3 separate regions of the Mus musculus genome follow, and all the other regions are linked to region 2. A link is a contact called in public ChIA-PET data. All regions are on one chromosome and are shown on one strand. Each heading gives the region's core, a stretch centred on a gene start, on an enhancer-like site or on the middle of the called end of the contact. The rest is flanking DNA. Distances are from core to core; before and after follow the strand shown.

Evidence for each region. ChIA-PET counts read pairs in DNA pulled down with a chosen protein or histone mark.
Region 1: a contact with region 2 is called in an RNA polymerase II ChIA-PET map of effector CD8 T cells, with 11 read pairs. The contact joins two enhancer-like sites.
Region 3: a contact with region 2 is called in an RNA polymerase II ChIA-PET map of effector CD8 T cells, with 19 read pairs. The contact joins two enhancer-like sites. A contact is called at or near these places in 3 of 39 promoter capture datasets (embryonic stem cells, hippocampal neurons and pre-B cells) and 1 of 115 datasets of contacts at active chromatin or transcription factors (effector CD8 T cells).

Annotation. Positions count from the first base shown.
Region 1 is chr10:19,042,695-19,045,573 of GRCm38.p6, forward strand. No RefSeq gene overlaps it. Among named protein-coding and RNA genes, the nearest start is that of Gm51814, 19 kb to the right of the region's middle. Within about 2 kb of position 1,382, at least 133 of the 459 cell types and tissues checked have an H3K27ac peak or open chromatin away from gene starts, as enhancers often do. A contact at or near this core is called in effector CD8 T cells, where this site is marked.
Region 2 is chr10:19,611,972-19,614,752 of GRCm38.p6, forward strand. No RefSeq gene overlaps it. Among named protein-coding and RNA genes, the nearest start is that of Il22ra2, 8.7 kb to the right of the region's middle. Within about 2 kb of position 1,385, at least 127 of the 459 cell types and tissues checked have an H3K27ac peak or open chromatin away from gene starts, as enhancers often do. A contact at or near this core is called in effector CD8 T cells, where this site is marked.
Region 3 is chr10:18,963,081-18,965,884 of GRCm38.p6, forward strand. No RefSeq gene overlaps it. Among named protein-coding and RNA genes, the nearest start is that of Tnfaip3, 51 kb to the right of the region's middle. Within about 2 kb of position 1,326, at least 68 of the 459 cell types and tissues checked have an H3K27ac peak or open chromatin away from gene starts, as enhancers often do. A contact at or near this core is called in effector CD8 T cells, where this site is marked.

The DNA.
Region 1 (2,879 bases), core at 132-2,631, 570 kb before region 2:
CACTTAACTATAATTTCCTTAAAGGTAAGGATTAAGGTTCTGTCTTTTATAAGTCCATGCGTACTACTAGTTCAACAACAGCACAGTGGTACAGGCAAAGCACTTGGCTAGTTATGGAAAGCATACAAATAAAACAATGTGTAAATTTCTTCACGTAGTAAGAAAGTAGTAACCTGGAGTAGTGAATTTACACACGCAGGGCTTTAGTTAGGATCATCAGTGTTTTTCCACAGACCCAGTGTTAGCTGCTTAGTCCCTGAGCAGCACCATTGATCACTGAGCCTCTGTGATGTGACGCGTAGTAGGAAGCCATAAGATCACTGAGGATATAGACCGTGCTCCCCTTTCTCTGCCTTTCCTTTCTGGATGGTGAAGGGAGTGGTTTTGCTCGGTTGTACACTCCAGCCACCACTTGATACTTCCACAGTCCCAAAGCAATAGTGAGAACTAAATGTGGCCAAAGCCACAAAAGCTGTGAGCCAGGACAACTTTTCTCTTTGTGAGTTAATTGCCTCAGGGGTGTCACTAGAGTGAGATCTGACTAATGCAGCCAGGCACCAACATACAGGAATGTCACCCATAATACATGAAAACTTCCACGTGGAAAACAACCTCTTTCAAGGCAGGCATATATCTTCTGAGTCTGTAGGACTGCGAACGTGAGATTTTTTATTTCCTTGGGTATATTCTCTGACTCCAGACATCAGGCATATTCCGTGACTCAAGATTTTGTTTGGTTTTGCTTTTTAGGTTTTCTTGATAAAATCACTTTCTCTTTCCAAAGTTCTAACAGTTCTGACAATGGACATAGCTTTTCACAGAAGCTTAAGCATTTTGACTACCTAGGGTGGCATGGACTAGTGTTCTGGCAGGCATTCAGACTACAAAATTCAGTGGTTTTGCCACCATACATGTATAATGTTATGTAAATGAGACTCCAAGAGGGAAAATGTAGAGAAGTGCAGGACAGGGCTTTGTAGCATGTAATTTTTGCTACCCTGCTTTAAGCTCTGGGTGGACTGTGTTATCAGCCCCACCCAGGTTCTCTTGGATCCTCGGATGAAACACACACACACACACACACACGCTTATTTTTCAACCTGCCTTATTGGCTCAGTTGCTGGGTGCTTCTAATCTCCCATGGCTAGATTGCCTTTTCCAATACTCTTAGCACCCTAAATCTGCCCTCAGCTTTAGTTCCTACCCCAGGCCCAGTTGGGGAAGTAGCTAATGGCCACTTCACCCTAGATCTCACATGGCTGATGGCCTTTTCTCCCTCTGAAGCATGGCAAAATCTCTCTTCCTCTCATTGCATATCTTTAGCTTCTACTGCAGGGGACATGGAAGTCCCGCCTCTTTCCTTCTGCCCAGCAATTGGCCCCTGGCATCTTTATTGATAGATCAAGAACCAATTGGGAAACAGGATTTTACCACCAAGAGCCACTCCCTACAGGACTTAAAGAGAAAATCACTGTGAGAGAACGACATCAATCAGACAAGCTGAGTAGTACACACTGGAACACAGTGAATCAATTAGGTCAGCCTCCTTGATGATACAAATTAGCAAGGCCTGTTTGTGAACAGTAGAGATTGTTAGAATTCTTTCAAATCAGAAAATTGAACTAACTCTTGTAATGCATGCGCTCTCTCTCTGTCTCTGTCTCTGTCTCTCTCGCTCTGTCTCTCTCTCTCTCTCTCTCTCTCTCTCTCTCTCTCTCTCTCTCTCTCTCTCTCTCTCTCTCTCTCTCTCTCTCTCTCTCTCTCTCTCTCTCTCGATAAGGTCTTTTACTGAACTCAGAGCTTACCAACTGGATAGACAGGTCAGGCAGCAAGAGACCTCCTGTCTCTACCAACCAGTTTTCAGATTACAACTGAGGTCCTCATGCTGGTATAACAAACATTTAACAGAGCAAACCATCTGACAAGGCAGATTTTTATTCTTATAAGTAGGCAAGTTTAGGAAATACTAAATGGGTTCATTTTAACTCCTGATATCAAATTTAGTCCTAAAAGTTTCACAAATCCCTCTACTTACAATCCCAGCTTCCCCATACTGATGCCCACAGAGTTTACTCTCTCTTTTTTCACCAATCCTTCTCTCTCAGGATCCCTCTTTTCCTCTACTTCCTTCCCCTCCCCCCCCCTCTTTTCTTTCCTCCTTTCAAATTCCTGCCCCCTCTTTGTCCAGAATTCGCTCAGTTCAGTGTTTTATGAGGAGTCCGGGGAGTCCTGCCCTGCAAGTGGAGGTAAAGGCAGCAGAAGCCACAGGTGCTGCAGGTCACTACTTGATGTCACTCATGAATTTACGAACATACAGAGGTGATTTCGGTATATTACCTAACTATATCACCAGGTGAGTTTGTTTGCTTTTTACATGCTGATCAAATAAAGTCGGATCATAAAGCCGAGCTGTTCAATTCCCTTCAGAAAGTCCCTAGTCCTTCCACTTGGGAATTTTGAATCTGAAAAGTTCGAGCATTTTCTATGTGATTTTCTTTCTAAAAATACAACTTGCGTGAAGCCTGGTACTATTTTCACTTTGTGCACTCAGCATGATAAGCAGCACCTGGGGAAGTGTTGCTTGTATCAACTCTAACCTTAGGCCTCTGTTGCTCTGAGCAGTACTCTTGGCATTTTCAGAGAGACTCCTTCCTGGTCCTGACCGTTCTGTTGCCTCTTAAGGTTTAAACATATGGGTTGAAGGTAAGTACATTGTATTATCTAGGTGCCAGGCACTCTATTTGTTGCATGATCAGCATATGGATTTGTGCCTCTACCTGAAATAGGTTGTTAAAAAATAAATATGCAACCACACATAACAGCTGATACTGAAGAAATATTTGGATGAGATGAAGACGTCACTCATCCCTGACCATCTC
Region 2 (2,781 bases), core at 135-2,634:
TGAACAATGGCTGTTCATTCATTAGTCAGTTCTGTGTGTGTATCACAGTTTTAATCTTTAAAGCTTTCTTCTAGTGTATATTAGAGCTCTCAGCATTGTGACAGACGCCTGAGAGAAACAACTGATGGGAGAAGAGATGTATTTGGGCTCACGGCTTTGGAAGTTTCACACCATGGTCAGCAGTCACCGTTGCTTTTAGGTGTGTGGTAAAACAGAAACATCAGGACCAATGGACATGCCAAAATCACGTCATGACATCCAGGAAACAGAAAAATAGCAGGATGGGCCAGAGTAAAAATAGACTGTTCACACCCATGCCGTCCAATGTCGCCCCTACGCTCCAGTTCCAGTGTTGTTTACTCAATAGACTAACTCATCAGTGGCTTAAGACGTTAGATCTGAGCCCCAGGCTCTGTTCATCTGTGGGAAAGCCCTCAGCTACTGAGGAGTGCGCTTCACTAGTCTAGGCATCTTTCTACTGATTTTTTGTAATAATTGTTTTTTGTTTTGTTGTGTTTTGTTTTTTTTTTTAATTATCTATGTATACAAGTACATTGTGGCTATCTTTCAGACATACCAGAAAAGGGCATCAGATCCCATTACAGATGATTGTGAGCCACCATGCGGCTGCTGGGAATTGAACTTAGGACCTCTGAAGAGCAGTCAATGCTCTTAACCACTGAACCATCTCTCTAGCCCCTAGCTGTTTTGGGGGGCTTTGTTTGTTTGTTTGTTTGTTTGTTTTCTAAGGTCAACTATAGACTTACAGACTTTTTTTTCTTTGCCAGATTCCACCCCTTCCCCCATTTGAAGTTCTTTGGGGATTTGAATCAGCATTCTATCACTATAATGCTTACTAATAATGACTAATTTTCCATAGTTAAATGCTCTTCAATACAAGTCTTTTATGTCCCTTATTCGCTTTAGACATCCTAAGCACAGGGTATTTCTTACTACGTTTATTTTTAGCATGCTGTTCTATGTTTTGTGTTGACAAATGGAATATTCTCTCATATTGAGGTTTATGAATGGCTTCATGTTTAAACAGAAATACTATCACATCAAGTCATCTAAGCCTTTTCATGGTTTCTGACTGGCTTCCCCAGTGAGTATTTGCGCTTTCACAGGTTAGAGCCTTTGCTGGGTGCTGTCCTCTTACCTCAGGGCAGCTCCCCTGGGGTTCCAGTACAGAGCACAGCCAAGCCATTGCTTCACCCAGCCTTGCCTTGTAACCATACGCCTGTCTACTCAGTCTGCACTTCATCTCTCTCCCTCCTTGCTCCTTTTCACGGTAACTCAGCATAAAAGTGGCAAAACAGCGGCTGCTATCTTGCCTTGAAATTTCCTTCACTGAGCAGAGTCTGTTACTTTAAAACAGCCTGTCTCAAGGTCTCAGGAAACGGGCAAGAGGAAGCCAGATTCTATGCCACATTGTAACCTCATGAGCCAGCCCCCAACAGCCTCCAGTCTCTCCTCCTAGTCTTCCAAACTCCCACCACAGCTGTTGAGCTGTTTACAAGTTTCTAAGGGAGTTTTCAGCCTGGATTCTCAAACTCTTCCATAATCCTCTCACAGACGCTCTAAAGACCATAACAGTCATACCAACACCCTCATAACAACACCACTCTCAGTACCGACTTAGTGACAAGCATGAATTACTTGTGTTGTAGATTAGGCGCTCTGCCAGCCTGACTTTGGGCAACTCAGCCACAGCCACTTAAGTAACTCACCACTGTCAGGGGCTGTGCCTTTCCACCATGCAATAGGAGAACCTTTTAAAGTGTGCTGGCCACCCCAGATCTCTGTGGGCATCTTGCTTATTCATTCTGTCTGTATCTGTTTCTGTCTCCATCTCCCTGTCTGTTTTCTATCTGTCTGTCTGCCTATTTGTCTGTCTGTCTGTCTGTCTGTCTGTCTGTCTCCCTGTCTGTCTCCCTGTCTACCTGTCTGTCTCCCTGTCTGTCTGCCTGTCTGTCTGTCTGCCTGCCTATCTTCCTGTCTGTCTGTCTGCCTATCTTCCTGTCTGTCTGTCTCCCTGTCTGTCTGTCTGTCTGTCTGTCTGTCTGTCTGCCTGTCTGACTGACTGTCTGACTTTCTGTCTGTCTGCCTGTCTCCCTGCCTGTCTCCCTGTCTGTCTGTCTGCCTATCTTCCTGTCTGTCTGTCTGCCTGTCTCCCTGCCTGTCTCCCTGTCTGTCTGTCTGCCTATCTGACTGACTGTCTGACTGTCTGTCTGTCTGTCTGTCTGTCTGTCTGTCTGTCTGACTAGCTGGTTCATGCCCCCACTCTGAGACACCCTTTCAATCTCCTCTGTCTCCCAGCAGATGTCTTGCCTTCAGCCTATTCTGTGGCATGATCTCTGAGTATCACACCTTGGCCCCAAACCACCAGGGTACCTGGACAGAAGCGGATTTGGGAGAGAGTGTTTGCTTGGCCTACAGGTTGAGAGGTTACATCCCCGTCACGGAAAGCTTAGTGGGAAGAGCTGCAAACACTGAGTGATAGTTGGGAAGCAGGAAGGTTAATAGAAGGGTCAGGGGCAATTTAAAACCTCAAGTTCCACCTCCAGTGACCCACTTCCTCCAGCAACCCCCACCTTCCTACATTATACAACTTCCCAAACAAAGTGACACCATCAGGAACTGCAGGGACTTTCAGTATGATGGAGCCAAGGTATGGTTAAGGGGCAGGCTTTTATTGTAGACATGAGGGAGAACACAGCCAGAGGTGTCTCCACAGCAGGGAGGGAGGGAGGGAGGGAGGGACGGAGGGAGGGAGGGAGG
Region 3 (2,804 bases), core at 76-2,575, 650 kb before region 2:
TGGGAATAGTCACGGCTTCTGATCGTCCTTTTCTGTCACTTTAATTTTGGTTGGCCTTTGGAAGACTTGAATGACAGGTACTGAACTTAGTATTGTCACTGTGCTTACATATGTGTGTGTGCCTGTGTGAGCACACGAGGGAATGACTGTGGACACCAGAAGATGTCAGACACCTTGAACTAGAGTTATAGGCCCTTGTGAACTTTCTGCCCTGGGTACTTCGAACCGAACTTCAGGCCTCAGGAAGAGCAGCAAACATTCTTAGCCACCGAGCCATCTGTCTCATCTCCGTTGATTGTCACCATTGTGTCTCACTTCTTAATCTGTGGAAAGGGGTTAAGGATATCTGCCCTGGGTGTTTCTCTGGCTGCTTATGATAGCAAATAAAGCTGTGGAAACAAATAAATTTAGGGAGAGGATTCCCATTTAATAGCTGAAATGTCATGGTCTAAAGCAGGATGCACATGAGACATTAACAGGAAGATAAAACTACTGACCTAAGCCATTTTATAAAGATTATGGCTGACTATTTTAGGAAATGTTCTTCTGGGATTTTTTTCTCTGCCTTTATACCTGGCTATCACTCGGCCCTCTAGCTGGGACATGATACTCTAGAACATGGCAGGATCCTAACTGCAGTGCTGGGTGGTAATTTGTGGTTCATATCTTGATCCTAGGCTGAATAGATCAAGAATTCAATCTAACAAGATATGTAAACAGAATTTTACAAACTAATCAGTTATCATGACCAGTGGATCATAAAGAGACCGTGGGAGGCCTCTGCGTTTGGTTTTATAACTTGTGGTTTTAAATGTTCTCTTAACTCAGGGGCCTTTGAGCTGCAGTCATGCCTTGGCAGCCATAGGTGTTGATTCTAGAACCACCCGTGAACATTAAAGTCTATGGGTTCTCAAGGAGCCTGCATTAAATGGCATTTTAATTGCATGCTCCCTATGTCCATCTTTCTGTGTACTTTAAATCATCTCAGTCCAGCTTACACATCCTGATACAGTAAAAATGTGATACAAACAGCCACTTTACTGCAGTGCTTTGAGACAATGCCAAGAACTGTCTAGGGAATTCGAATGTGTTCAGTAGAGATGCAGCTTGGTTTTATGAATATTTTCCATCTTCTGTTGGTTGAATCTGCTGATGCAGACCTCACAGATACAGAAGGGTAATTGTGTCAGATGGCATTAGGAGTTTGCAGTGGAACTATATGACAATATAAGAAATAAAAGTCTGGCAACTGCCTACAAGGTAGGTGTCAGAGTCTGTTTGCTTTGCTGTGTCTGTCCACATTTACCTCAGGCTGAACAGAGGAAGGCAGCTTGAGGAGTAAATGGGCCTGTACTGAAACTGATTTCTGCAGCAACTATTGCTGAAAACCAGGAATATCCAAGTGACCCAGTCAGGGTGATTAGTATACAAATATAACCCAATTCCAAAAGAACATGGACATGAACTCTGAGAGAGACTAAGCTATGAACAGATTGTTATTGTTTCTCTACTTAAAATGTATGAAAAGAAATAGGTACATTTCCTCTTTGGGCATGTTAAAAGTTAGAGATGTTCATGGACTGTGTTTTGTAAAACACACACCTGTGTTTTTTTCTTTCAAAGCAAATATAAGAAGTTTCATATGGAGAAATGTTGGTATTGCAATACGGCTTGCAAAGAAATGCTTTTGGAACTGAACTCAGCTTGGGACCCTGGGTTCCATCCTTACCCTGCCTGGGGCAGGAGGAGGAGAGGCCAGGAGAAGTGATTTAAAGAGAAACTTCTACCAGTGGGGAAATCACATTGTAAATAAGATGTATCTTCCACCAGAGGCAGCCCACGGACACAGGGTGTCACGTTTAACCCATAGCATGTAGGACTGACCCTGTGGGTGGCAGGAAGGAAGAGGAGTGCCCTTGGCATTCTGCAAAGGATGGGCTTTGAACTATGGCCAGCAGAGAGGTTGAATTCTTAGACTGCTCAACCGCAGGACTGTGCGGCGAAAACGGGGATTTCCACTTTCAAAAATAGCACAACTTCAGTTAGGTTTGAGATGGCCTTTTTGGGAAGTTTCTTATATTTAGGTTCACCACCCCCACCCCAATCACGTCCTTTAAAGCCCTCCTGCAGCATAGCACAAGTTCTCAGATTTTTAATGACCTAATTTACCCCAAGTTTCAATTTGTAATCAAGTTGTTTTCCTGGGTGTGTAAAGCAAGCTGTGGCATTGACAAAAATAAAAATAAATAAAAATAAATAAAAACCTGTTCACCAACATGGCCAAAGGGGGAAAGTGACTGGGGACTGTTCTTCTTCAGGCTTCTCTCTGCTTTCCCAATTGCATATATGGTAGTTTGTATAAAAAGGTGCTCAGAGGTGGGATCAATGGGTTAGGGTGCTCTGCTGGCTTAGTTGTAAAAGCTGAAAAGTTTCAGCCTAGAGCCAGTTAGCCCCAGGGCTCTCCACTTCATGATCATTAGTTGTACAAATTGCAGAAATAGAATCTCAAAAAATAAAACCTATAATGAGTTCTTTTTTTCTTTCTTTTTTGTTTAAAAAGTAAAAATCTATACAAAGATTGGAAGCATGGCGGGGTTGGGGGTGGTCCTTTTATATTCCAATAGTCCCACAGAGAAAGGTCAGTTTTCAAAGACAGACTTTGCGTAGAGCTGAGAAGAGCTGTCTCTCAGTCCAGCAGTCCTTGCTCTGCTTGCTTGCCCAGTGCAGTCCCAGAGGACCTGTGAGATCATGTATCATGCTGGGTTTAATTTTGGATTGAGGGAGATATATAGCCTTTCTACTTC